Regions from separate parts of the Zea mays genome. Here regions 1 and 2 are each linked to region 3. The links are chromatin contacts, called in public Hi-C maps. All regions are on one chromosome and are shown on one strand. The core of a region is the stretch at or near the end of the contact, and the rest is flanking DNA. Distances in the headings are between cores, read along the strand shown.

Region 1 (4,075 bases), core at 1,357-3,856, 280 kb before region 3:
TAGAACAATGGGATTTGAGCTTATTTTCAGTTGTGTGGCGCTGATATCTTAGTGTGTTGCATGTTGAGCTGGTTTAATCAGCGTGTTCTTGGTGGTTTTGCGGTGTTGCCTCACCTGCTGAGCCCTTGGTGCTCAGAGGTGTCAGTATTGTGTGCATTAGTATTGTTTGAACGTACTGATATGGCGATCCTTGCTGTAAATGAAATTTGGGTTTCTCGGTGTGGGAACAAAATCTACAGAGCTTTTCCTTATTGGGGTTCTTGCTAATGGTGCACTCAATCCTTTGGTATGATGGTTGACCGACTGTCTCAACTTGTTCCCACAGGACGCTGTTTCACTTGTGAAGATGGAGGAGGATCCTGAGGCAGCAGCCCGGAAGCTGACAGAGACTGCGTTCTCCCGTGGGAGCGGCGATAACATCACCTGCATCGTTGTGAAGTTCGAGCATGACAAGCCTGGTGGCGGCGGCTACTCGCCTCCAGGCGACAAGAGTTGATTCCATTTGCTGTTGGTTATACGCTTTGCCGGTGTCCCTTTTACCCTGGGCCGGATTTTGCTGGCCCCATCCATGGTGCCCCCCGCGGCTGGTACTTGAGGAAGGAGCTGGTTCATGTTCGTCGCCTGTCTTGTCTATATTTATGCCACTAATTTTGGTCTCCGGTCAGTGGGGTTACCGGCGGGCAGTGCTTGCCCATTTGCATGTTTATCGTGGGTTCATCGTCCTATACGGCATTGTTGTAGACTTGTAGTTGCTGTTGCCTGTTGTATCAATGAGAGCTAATTCTGTGAGGCGCAGGGGGATGGGTGCACTTTGAGATGTTCCCGGACCGATCTCCTTGCAAACACCTCCGCTGCACTGTATGTTTCTGTTATATACAGATCATTGTCCTTGCACGGCCGTCAGCCAAGGACGAATGGCCAGTGAAAATGTGGTGGTGCTCACTGCCCAAAAGCCTCTCTCAAGGCAGAGGGCTTTGCAGTGTGGCCAAGGTCTGCAGCTGGAGAGGATGCTGAGTTGCAGGCTACAGCGTTGGAGTAATAGTGGGCACATGGTTCACTAACCTACTGATTTCATGAGTAGGGATCGATGGGCACCCACAGACATGAATGGAACGTGGGCATCAGTTCACGGTGCACCTATGCGTTCTCAGTAGCTAACTGTAGAGCGCCTTTGCCACCGGTTTGTCAGGTCAGCAGTTTCTAAATAGAAAAATACTCCCCTCCATTCATAAATATATGACACTGTTGACTTTAAAAAAAATTTAATCAATAGTTTTATTAAAAAATAATAATTTATAATTTATTTATTTATTATATGTTTTATCATGTAGTTTGCGTTTGACTTAATATTTTATATATTTAAATAAGTATTTTAAATAATACGAGTAGTCAAAGTTTAAAAAAATAAATAAATTGTGTCATGTATTTATGAGCCGAGGTAGTATACGTCTAGACATAATATTATATACCTTGACATAATATACGTCTAGATGCATAATAAACTCTATGTAAATTAAAAAGCTAAAACAATTTAGAGCCTCTTTATATCTTCACGGTTTGATAGAAATAGAAGCTTGGGTGGGAAAAAACGTCCAATAGCTACAGATAGAGTCTGCGGATGACTACAGATAGCATCTCCAAGTGTGTTATTTTTTTAAATTTTACTCTCTAAATTATTATTTAGAGTCATTTATATAAAAATCATTTTCTATATCTTTTCAATTTTTAACAGCCTTTCTATATCTTAGAAAGATTCACGTTTTCTATATTTAGCTAGCGAGAAACACGAAATAGATAACCATTTAGATAAGTTGTTTGAGTGTATTTTTTTTACAAAAGTCTATTTATATAGATTACGAAAAATATAAAGAGGCTCTTAGAGTTGCTCTTCTAGCAAGTTCAATAGTTATGTAAATTTTAGCTCTCTAATCATAGATTTAAGAAGTTGCTAAATAACTTTAGGAGTAAATAATGTGAATTCTTCTATAATTCTTTAAATATATGTTGTAGTTTTGTTTTGTATCTATCCAAATAAAAAAAGAATAAGTCACAAATTTCAACAATTAACTTCATTACCTACATAATGCAGTCAACATTTTTGTTTAGGAAGTTGTTAAATGTAGAGAGTAAATGTGTTTAGATAAGAAGTTGTTAAAGTTAAAAAATTTATTGAGAGAACTGCTGGAGAAAAGTTTTTATGTTAACTAACTAAATTATTAATTTAGAAAATCTCTATAGATTATATCTGCAACAGTATGAACATCTGACTTTAATTCAAGCGAAAATATATAGAGAACGTTTTTTAGCAAGTAATAAGTAGTGCTTTGAATGATGATTTTTGTTGGCCTTGATACCATTTTTTTCTTCCTCAAATGCTGATCCGTTTGTTAGCAACGAGCCAAGGACGCACAAACGGCATGCTTGCCAGATGTAACTGCCCACGTCCGCGTGTGCCTTCAAACATGCTCGTCTGGCAACACAAAGTGCCAAGCTTGTTGCATGTCGTCAGGGCGCAGACCTCACGGCACGGTGCCACGTACGCGAGAGCACCTGCACCACCTGGCCGCCTCCCTCCAACTCCAAGCCGCGCCGCATTAACACACTTACACACCGATCGCGAAACTGCTTCCTAGCTTCGTTCCGGTTCCGGAGCGCCAGAGAGAGAAAGAAAGGGAAAAGAAGCGCCTTTGCCCACCGCGCGATCGATCGATCCGGGGTCCGGCGGCCTGCCATGGTGAAGCTGGCGACGGCCAGGGAGGCGCGGCTGTACGGGCCGGCGCTGGCGGCGAGGCGGTGGGAGTACATCAACGCGGGGACATACGTGTTCGCGGCGCTGCTCCTGGTCCTGGCGGCGGCGCTGTCCATGTCCGTGTCCGCGGCCAGGCTGGGGCTCGCCGTAGGCGCCGTGGCGCTGGCGGCCGTGGCGGCCGTCAACGCACACGACCTCGCCGCGCACCTGGCTGGCGTCGACTGCCGCGTGGGACTGGCGAGGTACGATGCCCAGCTCGGGCTCGTGGAGTTCCTCGTGCCGGCCGTGCACGCAGCCGGGTGCGCGCTCGCCGCCGCCGGCCTGGCGCTGCTGGCCTCCCCCCACTCCCACTCCCAGTCCCAGCAGCGGCACGCGGCGACCATGCTGCTCGTCGCGGCGCTGCTGTGGGTGCTGGGCTCCGTGCTCAACTCCTGCCAGGTGTACGAGCGCGCCGACGGCCGCGCGCAGCTGCTGCAGTCGGGCGTGCAGGTGCCTCAGCTGCTGGGGAGCCTTCTGTTCCTGGTCGCCGCGGCGCTGAACCGCCCCCGCAGCGGCGGCGAGCCGGCGTGGCTGTGCCTGGTCGGGAGCGTGCTGTGGCTGGCGGCAGCGCTGCTCAACGTGCTGAAGGTGTTCGCCATGCACCAGAGCGACGCGCTGCGGCTGGAGAAGCTCCGCGGCGGCGCGCAGGAGTGGCTCAGCCGCGACCGCGAGGGCCGCGTGCCGCTCAACTGGGAGGAGGCCGCCAGGAGACGGGCGCTGCCCACCGAGCTCCGGTGATCATCGCCCGCGCCAGGCGCCACCCATCATTTCCCGTGCCGTAAAATGAGGGGAAAAGGGTAGATAAATAAATTGTTTCAGCGCCACCCTTTTGGGCCGTTGCTTGGGCTCAATGGAGGCCCGAAGCCCCGGATTGTAGGGCCCATTAGCTGCTGGAGCTTATCGCATTCCATTTCCTATGTCCGAGTCCCTTGCGGCTCCTTTGGAAGGAAAAGGAATGAGAGAATTAAGAGATGGATTGAAGAGGGTTGGAAGGATTAAATTTCTTTATATTCAAATTTGACTAGAATGGGTTTAATCTACCCTAATCTTTCTTAATCTATCTCTAACTGAACAAATTTAGGGTTAGAATCCCTTACTATTTAAAATTGAATATTAAAATTAAATAGTAAGAGATTCTAGCCCCCTCAATCCGTAGGTCGGATTGAGGTCGTTTCTCAGTATAGGTTTCTCAGTATAGCTTAGCAGAAGTGTCACATCCTGATTTAAGGGCTAAACCCGTGCTGGGCTAAACCCGAGCACGAATCAAATGTGTGCTAAGATCAAGTT
Region 2 (3,897 bases), core at 1,185-3,684, 490 kb before region 3:
TCAGGAGACGGTCGTGGAGATGCAGGCCCAGATCGTGGAGCTCAACTCAAGCACGCTCTGGCCAGCCCAGGCCTGTTGCTTGCTTGGCAAGCACGAATTCCAGTCCCACGCTCGCTCGGCATCTCCTTCTCCTTGGTTTGGTTGGTGACTCTCATCAGTTGTAGGAAGGACGACAAACAGTGCAGGCCCATCGCCTTTGGCTTGGTGTTCCTTCCTCCGGCAACGGCACGCGGTGGTCCCACTGCCCACTGCCAGTCTCTGTGAGCTGGAGCCTGGAGCTGCAAGATCTAAGTATTGGATCCTGCCTAGCTCGCGTCGCGTCCATGGATGCAGTGCTGGCTGCATCTTGATAGCCATGCCAGGCCACACAGAGCACATGTTTGGTTTGGTTACGTTAACGAGTAGCAAATGCAAAAGATTCAAGGAACAGATACAACAGCTACGGTTTGGTTGCCAGCTGCATACATACAACAAAGTCTAGTAGTAGAATGTAGACACTACATTCTAAGAATGGTGAGGTTATATCTTCACCAATTCAACCTCCTAAAAACGATATTTTGCAAATATCACCATCTAAAGTGGTGAAGTGCAGTGGCGGAAAAAGTTATTTGCAAAATATAAGGAGGAGCAACCAGAGATGTTAAATCTAAAATAAATGATGATGATTTAATGTGCACACCATATGAACCAAACTTTTATATATATATATATATATATATATATATATATATATATATATATATATATATATATATATATCGGATATGTTATTAGACTGAGTCGAGCAGCTACCGAAAAGGCATAACGGATGCGTAAAAAAAGGTGACCTCAGTATACTGTAGAACACTCCAACAAGTAGCGGCAGAGAATGCGAAAAAACGTGATTGCGGTATACAACTCACAAACCTAGGCATTCTCTCTCCTCCTCGTGTAACGGAGGTTTACGAACAGTCCAACACGGGTGGAACTAGCATCACATATCCGTGTTGACTTCCAATACGGATATGGCCTGCTTTCCACATTCACAGGTGGTAGCTACTGGACTCGGTGTTAGGCCTCCTTTGGCGAGACTCCGACTTCTCTGAAAATAGTTTCGGCTCTATCTCCTATGACTATTTGGCTTCTCTGAAGGAGTCGAAGCCGTTTTGCAATTTGTTTCGCAAAACAACTTCTCCTGTGTTTCTTTAGAATAATGTATGAGGAAAATGTAGAAGGGACCGATAGAGACCACATTTTCAATGCTCTAGCTGTCAACAAAAAAACAACTCCAGCTCTTTAAAAGGCTCTCGACGAAAAACTGTTTTTTTTACCGTTTGTTACGTGCCGTGTCAAAGAGGCCCTTATGACCTTATCCTTTTACCACTCCCCAGTCCCTTCCCTCTCACTTTTTCCTGTTTCGACTACTACCACACTACTACACTAGCAGGGTTAGAGATAGAGATGGCAATGGATACCCGCAGCCTGATACCCAATAGGTTTTTATTCCATTAGGGTATGTATATGGACTAAATATTCTATCTGTGGATCTTTTATTAGGCAAAAATCTTCCACCCAATGGGTAAACGAGTATTAGAACGTTATGCCCTCAACCATGCCTGATTGCCTGTTAATTTGTGGGTATAAAATACCCAGTATAAATTTAGCCCAAAATCGTGAAATTTGGTTTCAGTCACCCATCTTTTTTACTATTTAACAACATTTTGGGCTATAGCGTCATAAATGGCTTAACGATTATTTGATGATCATGTAACATAACATGTAATGTGCTATGTAGTACTATCCTAGTGTTGCTACTTTATCCAATTATCTTTGGTGTTGTTGAATGAATAGTTAAATGATGCTAGAATTTTTGTAATGATATTTAGATAGATATAATTGATATTTGTATAATATACCATTTTGATAGATGTTTAATCTTTGTATATATGAGTGACCCAACGAGTGATCTATAACCACCAATGTATATATAGGTGATCCTATAAAGTTATTTTTTGTTATGGTTAAAATAACTGATGATATTTACACTTTAGGCCCTGTTTGGGAACAAAGTTTTTGAAAACCACAGTTTTTGAAATACTATACTATACTTTAGTTATGACAATACCGTAGTTTATAATACCGCAGTTTTGAAAACTGAGGTCCAGAGCTAAGTTTAGAATGCCTTAAAACAACTATAGTATTTGCAATACTTCAGTTTTGAAAACAGAGATTTTACCCAGCTTGCCAAACACCATTATGTATATAATACTGCAGTATTTAAGAATACTGCAGTATTCTTCCAAAACTGCAGAAAAACTTTGTTCCCAAACACCCCCTTAGCATCTATAGTTGGTTTAGTTGGTGAGAGAAGAGAGGACAGCTGCACAGGAACAGCAAAGCAGACCCCACCACCGCACGCACATACATACGTACACGCACTCCTTCACCAGCAGTGTACTTCCCTCCCTTGTATGCCTGCCTCTGCCAGCGCGTTGTCGGCGAGGGGACTGCCCCCGCCGCCGCCGCTCGCGTCGGCTGCCGTCAGCCCGTCACCCACCCACGCGACCTCCGGTGATGGCAGAGGCCGACCTCACGCTGCACGACGCCGGCGGCGGCGCCAGGGACAAGCCGGACCGGAAAGCCGACGTCTTCGCGGATCTTGGCTCGCCGGTCTCGCCGCTGCGCCTGCGCCCGGCAGCGACGCCCTCCACCTCGTCCTCCTCGTCCGGCTCCGCCAAGTCGCCGGCGCCCGGTAATGCGGCCGCGGGGAGGGGAGGCCGGGGGAACCACTCGGGCGAGCTGGCGCAGGAGAGCACCAACCCGCCTGGCCACCGTCGCGCCGGATCTGGCCCGCTCATTTTCTCCGGTGCCAGCAGCAGCACCACCGCCAGCTCGCCGCTCACCAATGCGCTCCCCACCGGCAACATCTGCCGCGTCGCCGGGGCGGCGGCGGCGGCAGCAGCCACGCAGCCGCCGCGCGCTCGCCCGGCCGTGCTCGGATCCGGTACCGGCCACTACGGCCACGGCAGCATCATGCGCCGCGGCGGGGGAGCGACTCCCGCGAGGACCAGCGGTGACGCGGCCCCGCTGCTCCACGGCCACGGCAGCAATTCCTCGAGGTCGAGGTCCCCGGCGAGCTGCCCTGCGCCAGCGCCGCCGGCCACCAGCGGTGGCCTGCAGGAGATTACTCGCGCGGGGAACGAGTGGTACAAGAAGGGCCGCCACGCCGACGCGCTGCGCCACTACGACCGTGCCGTGGCGCTGTGCCCCGACAGCGCCGCGTGCCGCGGCAACCGCGCCGCCGCGCTCATCGGGCTCGGGCGCCTAGCAGAAGCGTTCCGCGAGTGTGAGGAGGCCGTCCGCCTCGATCCGGCCAGCGGCCGCGCGCACGGCCGCCTCGCCGGCTTATGCCTCAGGTGAGATTTTCTCCTTCGCTTGTCTTGTCTGCGGTGCCTGTAAGCCTGTTCTCCTGCTCTTCTGCACCGGAAATTGAATCGAATGGAATTGCGCCCACAGGACCTCGCATCCTTGTATCCGCCTTGCTTGCGTGCAAATCCAATATGCTGCTCCTTTTCATTCAGTTCCTTGCGCCATGTTTACCAGATTACGTTGCTGATCATTACCGTTTGTTTTCTTGTCTTGGAAGTAAAAGCTCTGTTCCTGTGATTACATGAGGAACATGCATGAGAAAGTTTGCGTCTTTATAGTTAGTAGTATGTTGCAGTGGGTTAATGTGGACTTAACATCACACAATGCAGCTGATAGGGACTGCTTTCCTGCATGATCGATTGTGCTTTGACCACGACGGGGGATAATTGTGTACTCGATGAACAGCGGTCCTGGCGGTGTTGATGTTTACGACTGCACAATCGAAAATGGAAGTTTTTCTCGGTTGCACATTGACTGACGGACTGACCA
Region 3 (4,269 bases), core at 815-3,314:
TTTTTCATCTCTCTTACTAAGTTCCTCAAATCTAAAGCTACCATTATGTTCATACTTAATGCTCATATCTTTATCTTCAAGGCTGCTTATAACAACATCATCGGCCTTATGTTTGTATTTGTTTCCAACGATTCCATCTTCAGGACTGTCAGTGTTACCGTGTCTACCTTTTTGTCCATGTGTTCTTCCATTACTGAATTCATCTTCAAACCCACCCTTACGACCTTCTTTACTCTTCTGTATGCATTTCCTACCGAGACTTTCACCTCTAGCGTTGGCTTCATAATCTGATTTGGTATTTATGTCACATTCTTTTCTTATGATTTGGTTTCCACCACTATAGTCTTTCTCTTTCCATTGACTGGAGAACGGATCCATTTGTTTGTCCACTAAAATTGGACCTTGTGGACTGACTGTACACTGTCCTGAAGCTTCCACTTGACCGCCTGTATCTCCTTGACATAATATATCCTTTGGGTCATTTGAAAATCTAGACCTGCTGGCAGGCACTGATTTTAACTGAACGCTCCTGTTTGACCCATGCTCACTGTCTGTTCTACCATAACTGGCGGTAGAAGACGGTGACATATTGTCAGCAAAATCCTTCTTCTGTGCTTGCGGCTTATAGAAATTGAAGTTGTCATCATCCTGATGTTGATACCACCCGGAACTCTTGGTGTCCCGGTGACTGGAACCTTTACTTCTGACACCTTTTGATACTGGGAAAGACGGTGGCGTGATCACCGGATGAACTTTCACTTGCTTAGGCTCCAAAGCAATGATCTCTGAACAAGAACCGCACTGGACCTGATCCTTCTTCCGGCCTGCGAACTTCCCCTGCGGCAGCTGCAGGAGATGGGAACAGGAGGTGCACACGAGAAAAGGCGCGGCGCCCCTCGTCGGCCGGCAGAACTTCTCAGCCTTTTTCCTGAAATACTCCACCCTCCTCTTGGACACGGAAAGGTGCGAGTAGAGAGACGAAGCCACAGACCTCCGGTCAAGCTCCGACGAGATTGGCTGGGATCTATCGAACCGAAAGGACCCCTGACCCGCGAAGTACCTGGCCATCGGGACGTGGTCCTTCGGCGGCGCCACCACCGGCGCCCGCTGGCTCTGGAGGCAGTGCGCGCACTGGCAGGAGCTATGGTGGCGCCTCCCGTGGCCAAAGCCGTGGCTCTCCCGCTGCCTCTCATGGTAGTACTGCTGCCGGAACGGCTGCCTGGAGTACGCCTCGTCGTCGGGTACGGAGCGCTGCGACCGGTGGTCATACGAGCTCGGCGGCAAGCTAGTCCTGTTGCGGTCGGCGTAGCGCGAGCGGTAGTGGTCGGGGGCCCGGCCTGCCGCGTGCGGCGGCTCGGCGTACGAGGGGCGCAGCGAGACCGTGCGGCGGCTCATCGCGCGGTGGCGGTCCGGCGGCGGCGGCCCCATGAGCTCGCAGGAGCGGGTGATCTGGTCCCGTACCTCGTCGAGCTTCCGGAGCAGCTCCGCGGGGTCGTGCTTGAGCGCGGCCCAGTCCAGCGCGCCGCTCCGGTCGCTGCGTTGCCCGTGCTCCGGCGGCCCGGGAACCCTGCCCCTCCTCCTGTACTTCATCTCCTTCGCCTCGCTCGCCATGAACCGGAGGTCCGTTGAAACGGAGAACCCACCGTGGCCGGAAGAGGAAATGGTACTCCTGTATAACAGGGTGGATCAGACTACTCGGAGAGGAAAAAAAATGGAGGGAGAGGAGCCGTCACGGTGGTGGCGCGCGGCGGCGGCGGTTTACCTGGACTTGATTAGCTGGCGTGGCCGGCCAGTGCAGACGTGAGGCGCGGGGAGGGGGCGACGCAGCAGCGCGTCCCGTTCGGCGCTATGGTCCCCCGCGTCCGCAGTGGCGGCGGCTCGTCGGGTCCGGCATTGGCGCAGGGTGGCGAGGGAGTGGAAGAGCGGTGGGCAGCGCAGCGGGCTTCTGTTGGGGTTGGTTGGGGACTGGGCGTCGTGACCTGGCTGGACCGCCGACGTGCGGGGCCGTGTGGACAGCTGGTCTGATCTGGAATTGACTAAAAAGGACTCTGCTTTGTAAAAATGCCAGCGCAAGTTTAATTATTGGATGTGATGTGAGAGGTGCATGTGCACTGACTCTCACTGTCTTGCAAAATTTGGCGCCGGCGCCGCACTACTCATCACTCAGTACGAAGTTGTGGTTTTAATCTCTGTAGCACATGATCTCGTCATCACTTTTTTAAATGATTCCGTCTTCTTAATTAGCATTTGCCCAAACTACTGGCAGTTCATCATAATCCGTCGACGACATATGCGTGCATGGCAGAGGAAGCATGCATGTGGCATGCTCTACTTGTTTAATTACAAGAATAAATAGGAGGTGAAGATTATTGTCAGATCGACGACTATTCCATGCATGCATGCCGGCCGGTCGATATGTCTGGTACGCTAACGTGCATCCACAGCGAGACGAACACGACATTTTAGTCGTCAACGCTGACTAATAATTAATTAACACACTGGCTAGTAACTTAAAAGAGAGTGAGTGAGAAATGCATGGATCGAGTAGTAATAATCCGTGTCCCAGAAGGGCTAGGCTAGCTACGCGCAAGCAGCATGCGATCCACGTGCGCGTGTGTGCATATACCTCGCTCGCTCGCTCACACCTACTACACTCATTGCATTTTGTTGGGGACTTACTCTCAAATGCTATGAATTAAGAACAAGACAACACAAAATGTTAAATATCAATGTCCTTCGTCCGTCGAAGCATTATCTCCACGAAGATCAAATGAGCTTCGGACGAAGGTCACAAACATAATATTACGAAGGTTTCACCTTCGTAATTAAACTTACAGAGTTAATACAAATTAAGGTAAAACATGAAACATTATAGATTAATACATCGAAAATAAATAACATCATTCACGTATATTATTATATGAATTTTAGATATTTGAACACAACTATTAGGCACATTTATATCTTTGCCTTGACAAGCAATAATTTTCGAGTGATGCGTTAGCAATTACAGGAATGCGTGAACAGTAAAGGAATATTGTTCACTATTTATAGGCACAGGACACAGCTCATGAAGAATTACAATTATGCCCCTCATAAAACTTTACAACAATGACTCAGACCATTGAAGGCTAAAAGGTCATTTTATCTTTAAGTCGGTTCGATCCTTCGTCTTCGGATATGCTGTAGTTCCGAAGCTTCGTGAACGGTATCTTCGGCATCATGTTCAAGCAGCTTCAGCTGAAGCTGTTTCTTTTTGCAGGACCTTCGGCGACGAAGCATGGTCCCAACACATCTTATATAGAAATATAAAAAATGCTACCCTTACTTTTCGACGTAGCAAATATTTCTAATTTTAATTAAATATAAAAATATTAATGTTTACGTCATATAATAAGATAAAGCTGGAAATCTATTGAAGAAATACTTATTCGGGCGGCTGCTTTATATATCTCGATAAACCTTGTTTTGCGAACCATAGATAATATGATACATGAGTGTTGTCACACCCGGATAAATCCGGACATGAATTAAATGTGTGATAGGATCAAGTATCGCACATATGATGACTCATGTTATAAAAATAAATATGGTGCATGAGTGTGAGGGTTATTGTATTCGGACTATACTATTGTAGACTATTATATTGTGTATTTGTGGTTCTCTGCACTTATAGTCTTATGGACTTCAATTTTATATATGCATGCATGTATTTGGTGAAAAGTGCATTTTTTCATGAGAAAAAAAAGCAGTTGCAGTTGAATGTATCAACTCTAAGACTGCTTTCAACGGTTCCTGCCGACCTCCCCATCCCCTACCCCTGTAGCGTTTAGGGGGTTGAAATCCCTACAACGGTGCCCACTTTGAACTCCTCTACACACTACAGTTTTAGTGGAGGCTACAGGAAGACAACAAGTATGGGGGTGCGGCAGTGAGCCCCCTGTCCTCGGTTTACGTGTGCGGCAGTGTTTTTTAGTTGAGAAAAAATGATAATAGATGGTAAATAGGTATGAAAAATGATATTTTATGATTATAGTGGGGTATAGGGGAAGGATTTAGGGGGAACCGCTGTACATGGTGGAGATATAGGGGAAGAGAGATAGCTGACGTAGCGGGATAGTGAAGTATAGGGAGAGAAATTTAGAGGAGACGATTGAAGACAGTCTAAGGACTAGTCTCAGGAGCAAGGATACTAGAGGAGCTAAAATCTTTCTGCTACCCAATTTAGTAGATGGATTTTAGCCCCTCCAATTTCTTTACTCTCAAACT

What was found. A called contact is a pair of places that touch in the nucleus more often than the background predicts.
Region 1: a Hi-C map of ear shows a contact between it and region 3, with 6 times the contacts expected there. The contact joins the promoter of LOC100191327 here to the promoter of LOC103635410 in region 3. A contact is called at or near these places in 10 of 25 Hi-C or Micro-C datasets (bundle sheath, ear, endosperm and 2 more) and 1 of 3 datasets of contacts at active chromatin or transcription factors (leaf).
Region 2: a Hi-C map of ear shows a contact between it and region 3, with 2.1 times the contacts expected there. The contact joins the promoter of LOC100193843 here to the promoter of LOC103635410 in region 3. A contact is called at or near these places in 3 of 25 Hi-C or Micro-C datasets (ear, leaf and tassel).

What each region holds. Positions count from the first base shown.
Region 1 is chr8:77,862,859-77,866,933 of Zm-B73-REFERENCE-NAM-5.0, reverse strand. It overlaps LOC100191327, which reads left to right and starts at 2,606. Exons shown (of 1, transcript NM_001136761.1): 1 at 2,606-3,796. The coding sequence starts at 2,732. The coding sequence ends at 3,526. LOC100279239 reads left to right here. Exons shown (of 9, transcript NM_001152260.2): 9 at 326-794. The coding sequence ends at 496.
Region 2 is chr8:78,074,478-78,078,374 of Zm-B73-REFERENCE-NAM-5.0, reverse strand. LOC100193843 reads left to right here and starts at 2,434. Exons shown (of 6, transcript NM_001346775.1): 1 at 2,434-3,395. The coding sequence starts at 2,554. LOC103635414 (a long non-coding RNA gene) reads right to left here and starts at 604. Exons shown (of 2, transcript XR_557366.4): 1 at 1-604.
Region 3 is chr8:77,583,766-77,588,034 of Zm-B73-REFERENCE-NAM-5.0, reverse strand. It overlaps LOC103635410, which reads right to left and starts at 2,064. Exons shown (of 5, transcript XM_020542416.3): 1 at 1,763-2,064; 2 at 1-1,669. The coding sequence starts at 1,611.